2 separate regions of the Arachis hypogaea genome follow, and region 1 is linked to region 2. Evidence: chromatin contacts called from public Hi-C data. All regions are on one chromosome and are shown on one strand. The core of a region is the stretch at or near the end of the contact, and the rest is flanking DNA. Distances in the headings are between cores, read along the strand shown. Region 1 holds the start of LOC112802770. Region 2 holds the start of LOC112802706 (protein transport protein SEC16B homolog).

Evidence for each region. Hi-C and Micro-C count contacts between places; a contact is called where the count stands out from the background.
Region 1: a Hi-C map of leaf shows a contact between it and region 2, with 2.1 times the contacts expected there. The contact joins the promoter of LOC112802770 here to the promoter of LOC112802706 in region 2. A contact is called at or near these places in 2 of 8 Hi-C or Micro-C datasets (both in leaf).

Annotation. Positions count from the first base shown.
Region 1 is chr1:39,599,926-39,605,399 of arahy.Tifrunner.gnm2.J5K5, reverse strand. LOC112802770 reads left to right here and starts at 2,886. Exons shown (of 7, transcript XM_025846113.2): 1 at 2,886-3,516; 2 at 5,015-5,121; 3 at 5,319-5,360. The coding sequence starts at 3,386.
Region 2 is chr1:39,264,742-39,269,834 of arahy.Tifrunner.gnm2.J5K5, reverse strand. It overlaps LOC112802706 (protein transport protein SEC16B homolog), which reads right to left and starts at 3,489. Exons shown (of 14, transcript XM_025846046.3): 1 at 3,251-3,489; 2 at 1,195-3,120; 3 at 786-1,091; 4 at 1-16. The coding sequence starts at 2,898.

The DNA of each region.
Region 1 (5,474 bases), core at 1,637-4,136, 340 kb before region 2:
ATCTCCTGAAAAAATTGTGATCTTCCACACAAGAGAAGCATCGAGTTCACCTAATAAAATAGTTATTTTCACGACCAAAGAGTTCTGTAGCACTCTTTTATCACTTTGAACTTTTTTTCTTTCGAGTAAAGTGGCAAATAATCCTAAATAAATTTATATATTGAACATATTAACTCTTGAAGAAAAAAAGTAACAAATATATAAAGTATTTACACATTCAGTTCTTTTGTTAATTGTAAAACGAAATGGAGTTGGCCACGTGCACTGTTATGAACAGTGACGTGTCCATTATTGCTGATAGGTGGAAATGGAAATGTCGTCGTTTGCGGCGATCCTTCCCTCTTTAAATTAAAAAAATTCTCTTATCCTCCCTATGTCTCTTTATTTACACAGAAATCCAAATAAACCATCAAATCTTTCTTAAAAAATTTGTGACTTTCGTGAAGATTTTGGTCTCTGTAGACCAAAGGAGGAAGAAAGTTTTTAATGGTTCTCATTTAAGAAGGTTGTTGTTTTTTTTTTTTGTATGGTTCCAATAGTTTTAAAATTTTTTTGTGCTTGTTTAAAAGTGTGTAAGCAAGTGATGATTTTTTTATGGTTGAAAACTCTGTATAAACTATTAAATTATTGTATATGTCTTCACTTTTTAGGTGTATGAATTTTTTTAATGTTTTTAGTTACTTGTTTTGGAAGTGAGTTAATATAAACTCTAATTTTTTCTTTGTTCTTTCTTGTTCCTATATTTCACCATAGGGTGAGTTTGTTAAGAAAGGCAATGTTGTGAAGTTCTTTGATTTAGACCATTTAAACTTCTTTAATTTTAAAGCATTGTTCAAGAGTTTGAGATACCATGATTACAAGTCAATTTTGTGGTTTGACCCAATGCAATTAATTTTAAATTTTGATTGCATCCAATAGAAGGACATGCTGAGATTAATGAGTCAAGGGAGGATAAGATGACAAATAAGGATGATAATGAGTTTTACATTTTCTATGAACACATTATACTTGATGGTGAAGATGTTATTGCATGTGATGAATCTAGTAACCCTCTTGTATCAGAAGATGTTATTGATGATGATAGGTATGAAAGAAGAAGATGAGCCATACAAGCCCCTACCACTTAGATTAGAAAATGATGATATTGATGTAAATGATCATACAGCAAAAGTGAGAAAGGTGTATCCAAAATGAACGGTCACTAGATCAAAAATGAAGGAATCAAATGTGAGATTTGAGGATTTGGGTATTGGCAACAAAGGTGCTATAAAAAAGGATGCTAAGAAGAAGAGTAGTGTAGATGATAATGTTTGTCAAATGAAAGCAACAATTATCCTAAAGTTTGGACATCCCAAGAACAACCGGTTAAAATTTTCCATTGTTTGGAACTTATATATTATTGCATACAATTGGGAGTTACAGTTGGGAGCATACTTGTGGCTAGAACCTCTTCGATATGATATGCATCTCCCCTACTACTCAAGTCACTTCCATCGTTTCCTTCCATTTGTTATTTCGTGCTTGTTGAGTTTTTAGTGCTGTTCATTTTCAACGTGAGATAAGCTTTTAATTGAGTCAAGAGAAGGACTAAATTATCCTCAAGATGTGGTGTAATTTCAATCTTGAACTTAGTTACTATATTTAACGTTACATATTAGCATCATTGTTAATTTGACATTATCAATCAACGGAAGAATTTAACTTGTTCACTATGTGTCATCTTTGAGCATCTATTTGTTATTTTTGTTTTTAGAAACTAATTTGTCCGAAATGTAAATCCTTTCAGAACTTATTTATCACTTTACTCTTTACTTTTTTAAAAAGGAGCATTAATAGCTTCTTCTAAATATTTATAAATGTTATCTTATACACTTCCTTTTAAGATCAGAATTTATCCTTTCTTTTTTATTTTTCAATTTTAACTTATTTATTCAAGTCCTTTGACATCAACTTAAGTCAAAAGGTGATATTTCAAAGATGAAGTTAAATATTTACCCGTTTAAAAATATGAGACTAATTTTTAATTATTGCGACTAATATGCCTAATTAAAATGCTCAAGAAATAATTTTGGGCGTGTGAATTTGAGAGTTTAATTATATTTTTATGGGAATTGCTCTAGTAGTTTTTTAAATTATCCTTTTTTATATACTATCACATAATAAATCTAATTGTATGCATATTTAATACATAAAAATATAAAATAATTTATTTTATATATTTTATTTAAATATAGAATATCATGTTTAAATTAAATTCTAGATAATTATTGCATCATTTATATTTTTCTAAAACTATAAAACATGTGAATCACATTTTAGAATATATTTAATTTAGGTCAGGTTTTAAAAAATTCTTTTTATCAAATTTAAACCGTGTAAATTAATTAAATGTATGATTATTTTGTGTATTAAAGACGTACCAAATAGATTTTTTATATAATATGCAAGAGAAAAGATAATTCACTCTAATTTTAAAAGAATTTTAAAACAATTAAAGATGTCAAATAAACAAACGAGTGGACAAGTTTTCGCCGATTCATTACCTGTGATGAGCAAGAATTAGAAAAACGAATTGTCCCGTATTTTAAACGAGTTAAGAAAATTTTAAACTCGACTCGTCTGAGTGAATGAGTTAGATAAGTCGGTCCATTTAACTCTTTTTTTATTTTTTTTATTTATTTTGTAAAACAAAATTACATCATAATTTTGTAATTTTTTATTTTTTATCCATACAAGTAAAAGAGATTTTGTAATTTAAAAGAAACTTTACATACTAAAAAAGAACAAAAAAAGAAAAACGAGTCAGAAAAAGACAAATTGTGCTCGCTCGACTCAAAATCTTTACTTGTGAGTTATATGAGTTGAACTGACTCACTTCTCTACGAGTTGTGATTTTACTTGTTCGACTTAACTATTTTTATGAGGGATCCTAGTCGCAGCTTTTTTTTTGGTCTCCCGGCAATTGCCATATATTTTTAGCGTGGGAGGGTTTTTTTTTTTTCTTTTTGTATTGGTTGTGTTGCAAGTGTTTTCTTTTTGTTTTTGGTGAAGTAATGAAGTTTGATTTTACTGGTCGTAAACCATCTCAATGCGTGAAGCCCAATCAGATCAAGATCGGTAGGACCAAATTCCGTCTCATCCCAAGCCGAATATAAAATGACCAATACATCTGAAGAGCCCATAAAACTTTCTCATTCTCATCCCATAGCACTATTTAAGTATTTATTCCTCTTCCTTCCTCTCGTTTGTCCTTTTTACTCTTCCTCTTCCGTCATCCGCATCATCTTCTGGCGGTTACTGTACAAAACCAAATCCGTGCATCAGAAGCAGCGACGACCTTAAAACTCCGTCTCAGGAAGCTCGTTGATCCAAGAAAGAACCACAAATGACGACGGCAGCGCGACCTACATGGGCTCCGGCGAAGGGTGGCAACGAACAAGGAGGTACCCGAATTTTCGGTCCCTCACAGAAATACTCTTCCAGGGACATCGCTTCCCACACCACCCTCAAGCCCAGGTACGATTCCTCCCCCCGCCCCGGAAATTAATTTCTCTTGTATTCAATTCTGAATTTTGTGTGATATGTTGAGTAATCGTGTGGATTGAAAAGAGGGTCTAGGGTTTCGTTACGCGTACTCGAAATTTGGGATTGAACATGAATTAGGTTTTCTGTGAAGATTTTAATTGAGAAGTCGCAAGCTGTTGTGTTAGTATGAATCTGCTTTTTAAAGTTAATGACTTCATAGTTTAGGTTGAAAGTTGAAACTCTTTTGTAGTTTTAGATTTGTCGCAAGTGGTATTATTTGTTATGAGAAATTATGGATCCTCCTAATTGGTTATTTACTTATCTATTTTGCTTTGTTGGGTTTTTTATTCCGGCAATCAAATGCAATTGCGAATTCCAAATTTTAAATATCAGTTCCTATTGAAATTTGTTGCTTTGATGGTGGGAAAGTGTTACCTATTACCCTGACTTCTCTTTTTCTTAGATTTTCTGAGAACTTCTCCATGGTTAAGAAAAACAATGATCTCTAGTATGTAGGTTTTATTATAAAATGCTGCAAGATATTCACCCATGTATGGAGAAAAGGAAGCTTCATGCTAGAGCAGCAAAAGTAAACATTTAATAGCAATTTTTGGACTTACAAAAATGATAATTTCTCATTTCTTATATGAAACAAGACTGGAGGTGCAAAATTTTAGGTCCCATTATAGTTTTAGTTCAAATTAGGGATGAAACACACAAACGATATCCAGATTAATACTTTTGTCAGATAAACTGCAGATATATTTGGAATGACCTAAAATACCAGCCACACCCAACCATAGGAATAATCACACTCATTCAAGCAAAATATGTATCTGTTTTTCCCAACAGAAGATGCAGGACACCCATAATAAGAAAAAGGCCAATTAGCCAAATAGGTAGGTAATAAGGAATGAACTGGGTAGGTTAACAGAGAAGTATATGCTTTGCTTATATTTGCACGATGTTATGATTTGCAATATATTTTGTACCTTGAAGCAGTTGTAATATCATCTAGGGTGCAATATGGAATTTGGGACAATTTTGTCTGGGCAAAAAAGTTTTCACTGTGCCCTAGATTGAATAATGGAAAGTTTGGAAAGTAATCACGGTCAATTTATTTTCTGGGTTAATGTAATGAAAAGCTCTTTTGAATTCATATATTAGAATATTAGATGTTGGTGAAGTGACTGAAGCGATAGGGTTACTAACTTTATTTGCTAAAACTTCTCAATCAGTGTGGTTACAGTTAGGTGTGGGTGTCATGGCTGTTTTCATCGTCTTCTCATGTTCTCTTGTGTAAACTTTTGATATTATCTTTATGTTCGCTGTCTTTCTCATGTATTGCTCCTCTCCTTTGGTTATGTTGCACCTTTGATCATTTACTGATGAAAAAATTCTCCATGTCAATGATGCATGTTAAAATGTTAGTCCCTCATTTAACTGGTGTATCTTTTCCTCCCTAATGAATGCGTTTTAAATTTGCCAGGAAAGAAGGCCAGGACACAGAGGAGGAATTGAAGAGAAGGAACCTACGTGATGAGCTAGAAGAGCGTGAGCGGAGGCATTTCTCATCGAAAAATAAATCTTATAACGGTAAAATTTCAATAGTGATTCTCTTTAAAAACTTTTTGCTGCAATAACTCATCTCGGATAAGCTTCTATTATTATTATTATTATTATTATTATTATTATTATTATTATTATTTGTGGGTTGGGGATATGTCAATTTCTAGCTGTTCATTTGTTCTAAGCTATTATATTCTAATATTCTATTTTCTATGTTTTGGCAGATGACGGAGATCGAGGAAAGGGTAGCCATCTTTTGTTGGAAGGTATTCTCTTTACCGAATGTTAAAAATTAAATATTTTGAGCATGGGCTTTCACTGAAAAATAGAAAGAGAGAAAGCAGAACAGCATTCTACGTTCAGTATTCTCATTTGGTGGG
Region 2 (5,093 bases), core at 2,240-4,739:
CAGGAGTATCATTTTCCTGCATTTAATTCCAAAAGTTACCAATCCTGGTTTTTCATGAGATGAACAGCATTACAACATTAATGACTCTGAATTTAAACTAAAGGAACATGATAAGTAATAAAGTTAATCATAATTCATAACTAATCGAAATCAACCAAAAATATTTCAGGGCGTTGGGTACAGATAATCCAGACAGTTACAGCAGCCAAATTAATCACCAACTGAATTCCTTCAGTCTGCCTATATGCATTTGAGGCCTTGTTATTAACTTATTATTATTATTAGAACGTTTGAAACCTTATATTAGCACCCCTTAAAAGCCATAAAACTGTCCTCCTCTTGCTAAGCTAGAGTGGATACCACTGTCCACGTCTACCCAAATTCTTTCCTTGTTAACACACAGCACTATGAATGAGAAATCAGCTTTCCATAATTGTTAAACCATGGAAAGAGAATAGGGAATAGAAGCCACGTTGGAGATCAATTATAATTTAATAAAGCGTTCAAAAAGAGTTGACTGAAACATGCAGGAAAAAGAAAAGGTAGATTCCATTTGCATCAATAGTACAGCAACATGAAGGGTAGCAAATATAGAAGGTAGAGAACTAGGTGTGCAACATATGCAATTATGCATATAACAGCAGAAACTAATACTTTTGCAGTTGCTTCAATGCACATAACATCTCTCAACAGAACTTCATTGTTAAAGGTATGGAAAATTAAATGAACAACGGCAAAAAACAAGGAAACGATAAATAATTCACAAGCATATAGATTTAACTTACTTTCAGTATGGTATCTGTGCCAAATGGAGAACGTAATTTCCCATAATGTTGGCAGGCTATTTTAAGCAAGGAGAGAAGGAGTCTCAACCTTTCACCTTTCTTATAATCCATATCAGGTGATCCACAGTTTGCAATCCGCTCATCTATCCATTTGTACAAATCTTTACTTCCTACACTCCCACCAACCAAAGGTCCTGGGAAAGATTGCTGGGTCAGTGCATGAAAATAATCACTGGAAGAACCCATGCTTCCCCTGACAACTTCCATCACGTTCAACACAGAAACTGAACCTTGAACAGCAGCATCCTTCAGAGAAAGCCAATGATAGAGTTAATCATTGTAGAAACTAAATTAAGATTTAACTATGTAAGCATAGATCAAAACACTTTAGAGCAAATTAAGAATTAACCTGGCTACCAAAGGATGAGCTCATGAGACTAGAATCCTTCATTACAACAAGTTTTCCACCAAATCCAAAGGTCACCAAGGCATGGGGAGGACGTCCAGCTGATGATCTTCCAGCATGAGGAGCGTAAGAATACTGATTCCCGCTCTGAAATGATTGCTGGGAGTAACTAAAGGATTTCTGACTTTCAGCGTAATCATTTGAGAAACTCTGGTGCTCATCATACTTTGTATTTGAATAATTTAAATGTTGAGTATGATCTGCACTAGGAGCAAAGCTTTGCACTCCAACACTACCATTAGATTGATGATGATTGTGGTTCACTTTATTATACATAGGAACTGATCCAAATGAACTAGAAGTACTCTGTTGATCTTTTACAGAAATACTTGATCCATAAGAATGATCCAATTGCTTGTTTCCAACAGAAGATGCATGATCCCCACTTCTATTAACAGATTCAGTCGTGTAAGTGTTCCAGCCTTGCTGATGGTTAACACCATACGAACCACTCCATCTGCCATCCACAGCTTGACCACTAACATCCTGTGAGCCATAACTGCCAGCTTGGCCGAATTCTGTATACAAATTATTATCCGTATGCAAAAAAGAACCAGTAGAAGCATGACCATTTTCTAGTCCCTGAGCCGTGGATTGAACTGATGAATTGTAAGTATCTAATGAGCGCCATTCTTGGGCAATTGTGTCATAATACCAACCGGGATATTGAGGATCGAAATACATATGTTCTGGATACCCATTGTTCCCTTGCGAAACCTGATTCCAGTTAGATACACTTTCAGTTGTACCAGATTGGGCTAATGTTCCTGCAATTGACTGAGAAGGTTGTTGCTCATAGGAGATCTCTGCTGCAGCATCAGAAGCAGCAGGCCAACCTGCTGCCACTGCTGCATTGCCATCAGTGCTTCCCTGAGTTGCAGCTGTTGCATTGTCATCTACTTGATACCATTGCCCAGTATTGTAGTCATACTTCCATCCAGGATAAAGACTCTCCCAGTCCTGGCTGCTACCGAGATCTTGACCACTTGTGCTATTTCCAAGAGATGCATCATAAGCTTGACCCTCTTGGTATTGGGCATACGTAACCGAACTGTTAAATCCATCACTTTGGATTCCATTATCATGTTTCACCTCATCATGTTTCACTTCACCATTAGAACCACCATACACTTTCGCACCAAAATCCCCACTAGACTGATCCCCAAATTCACTGAAAAAGTCGGAAAAGCCTTCGCCTCCACTAGAATCCATATTAAAAGCATTCCAACCGACTTGCTTAATCTCTGGACCGGCAGTTCCATTGCTCTTGCTGGCATTTGAATCCTTCAAAACATCGGATCCGGTTCCATGTATTCCTGGATCTACAGTCCCTTCACTCAAGGACGCCATAAAACCTCCCTTTTCATAATCACCTGCAACGGTTCCAACATTGGATTTATTGCCATCATCTTCTCTATTCAGCTCAATCCCACTCTTGCCAACACCTGAATTTTCAGAAGCGACGGTGGCATCGGCATCACCGATTCCCAGATTTGCAAACACTTTGGCGGCATCATCGGAATCACTGCTTACATCTTGAGCCATGGGCTTAACAGGTGCCACGTGGACATCATCGTCCTCAACCAGCTTATCGAAGAAATCCTCATCCGTCTGATCCTCCAACTGAAATGGAGGATTCGAAGCCATCTCCTCCAAAAACCCTAATCCTTGCCAACCAAAAACTCAATTCCCTATTCCCACTATACAATCCCTAATTTCGCCTTCTAACAAAAAATCCTAACCTCCGTAACGGAGCTTTAACTCGAGATCCAAAAGACTCAAGAATTCACTGCTCCAAAAAACAAGCACAATCTCGAGTTGCCGAAGTCGCAAGATCTGCGAACTCCAAAATCGACGAAATCGGAGAACCTGCAAATCAACGAGGAAAATTCGAAGGAAAGAGCATTACCCGGAAACTGCAAAGCTTCAGCCTCGATCAAACGCACCGTTTTGTGCCGCGAAGCAAAAGGACGGAAAAAAAAAAGATGAAAAATCAAACCTGTGCGCAATGAAAATTTTGTTTTTTCGAAGAACTGAAAGAGAATCAGAGACACACGAAAAGAGAGAGAAAATTAGTAAACAGACGAAAGCCCTCGATCTCGCAACACTCCACCTACCACCGTCACAAAGAGAACTACCCTCGTATTTCAATTTTGGATTATTTATTTATTGTGGCATCAACCCTCAATTCAGCACCCTTTCTTTTATGACAACTTGATTTTTAACTGAAATAAAAATAACAATCTGTTCTTAACTATAAAGTTATAAGCCAGAGTAATCTTTGATAACAAGATAGGAAAGACATTTGACTTTTTAATTCTTATCATCATCTCAGGCTGAATTATAATTTATTTTGGTTAAAAATAAAAGAGTTTAATTTTAAGAATTTAATTTTAATATATTGATAAGTATAAAATATACAGTTATATAATTATATTTATCAGATTATTATTTATATGATTAATATAAAAGATAGTTATTTTTATTGATGTAGCATTACCTAATTGAATACATATATAAAACTATTTATATGGAATTAGTATATCAAAATTAAATTCTAATTTTAATAGATTAATATTGTAAAAACTTTAAATAGTCAATATAATTATTTTTGTTTTTTAAAATAATGATTTTTTAAGATTATATATAAGTTTAAATATAATTAAATGTATATATAAATTTTTTATAAAACAACCTAAGAAAAATTAGATTCAAAACAAAATTATATATTCTATAAACATACAGTAATTCTTGGTCAACATGTCAAATAATAAAGTTTTTACTATATCTTAATTAATTTTAGAAATTTACAAAAATAAAATATTTGACTTTTAAAATTATAAAAATACAATTTTTGTAATTTGGATACGAAAATGTAATTTTTTACAAATTTATGTAAACTATGGAAGGAGTTCTACAAATTTAAAATACACGTAAATCACATAAACCGTGGAAAGGATCCAACGATTTATACACGAGTTTTACTATATATACCAACATAAAGTGAGTAGGATATATTTACATCTATCATTTATACTGTGAACGAAATAAGATTATATTTTATAGTACATTTTGAATTTATTCAAATTATAAAAATAATATAATTTTAAACGATTTGAATAATATTGATTTGATTTATACTTTTTAATCTAATTTAATTTTATACAAATAATTAATTTATACGGTGCTAATTTAAATTTATTATTCAAACTATTCTGATTTAATCTAATATAATTTAAATTAAATAGAATTATATTCTATTTAAATTTAAATTTTTTAATTTAAATAACTCATTCAAATTTTTAGTACATATATTTAAATAATATTTTAAATTTTTAATACATATATTTATATATTTATTTAAATAATACTTTCAAATTTTTATTAATACTAACATATTTTACTCCCAAAAATTTAAAATTTAAATAAATATAATTTAAATGTTAAAATTTTAAATTTTATTATTTGAATGATATATAATTCCATATATTTGTTAATAATTTTTTTTGGTGACTTAAAAAGGATAAATTTAAAATAAAAGAAAAAAATAAGCCTCAAGAGAAGTTGCAAGCTTACAACATTATTAGGACAAGCATTTCGAAAGTCTCGCCATGTCAACAACCATTTAGTATACTCAACTTTTTCTTTTAACAAAGTTCAAATGTACTCTCTATTTTGTATTATTATTTTAGAATCTTTTCAATTTTTTAAGCATAAAACAAATAAAAGGGCAAATTACTGAAATAAAAATGACACGCTATTATCACACCATTCATTCACATTAGATCCCTTTCACAGTTTATGCATATTTTTGTATTCTCATAGAAACTGAAGAATCCCTA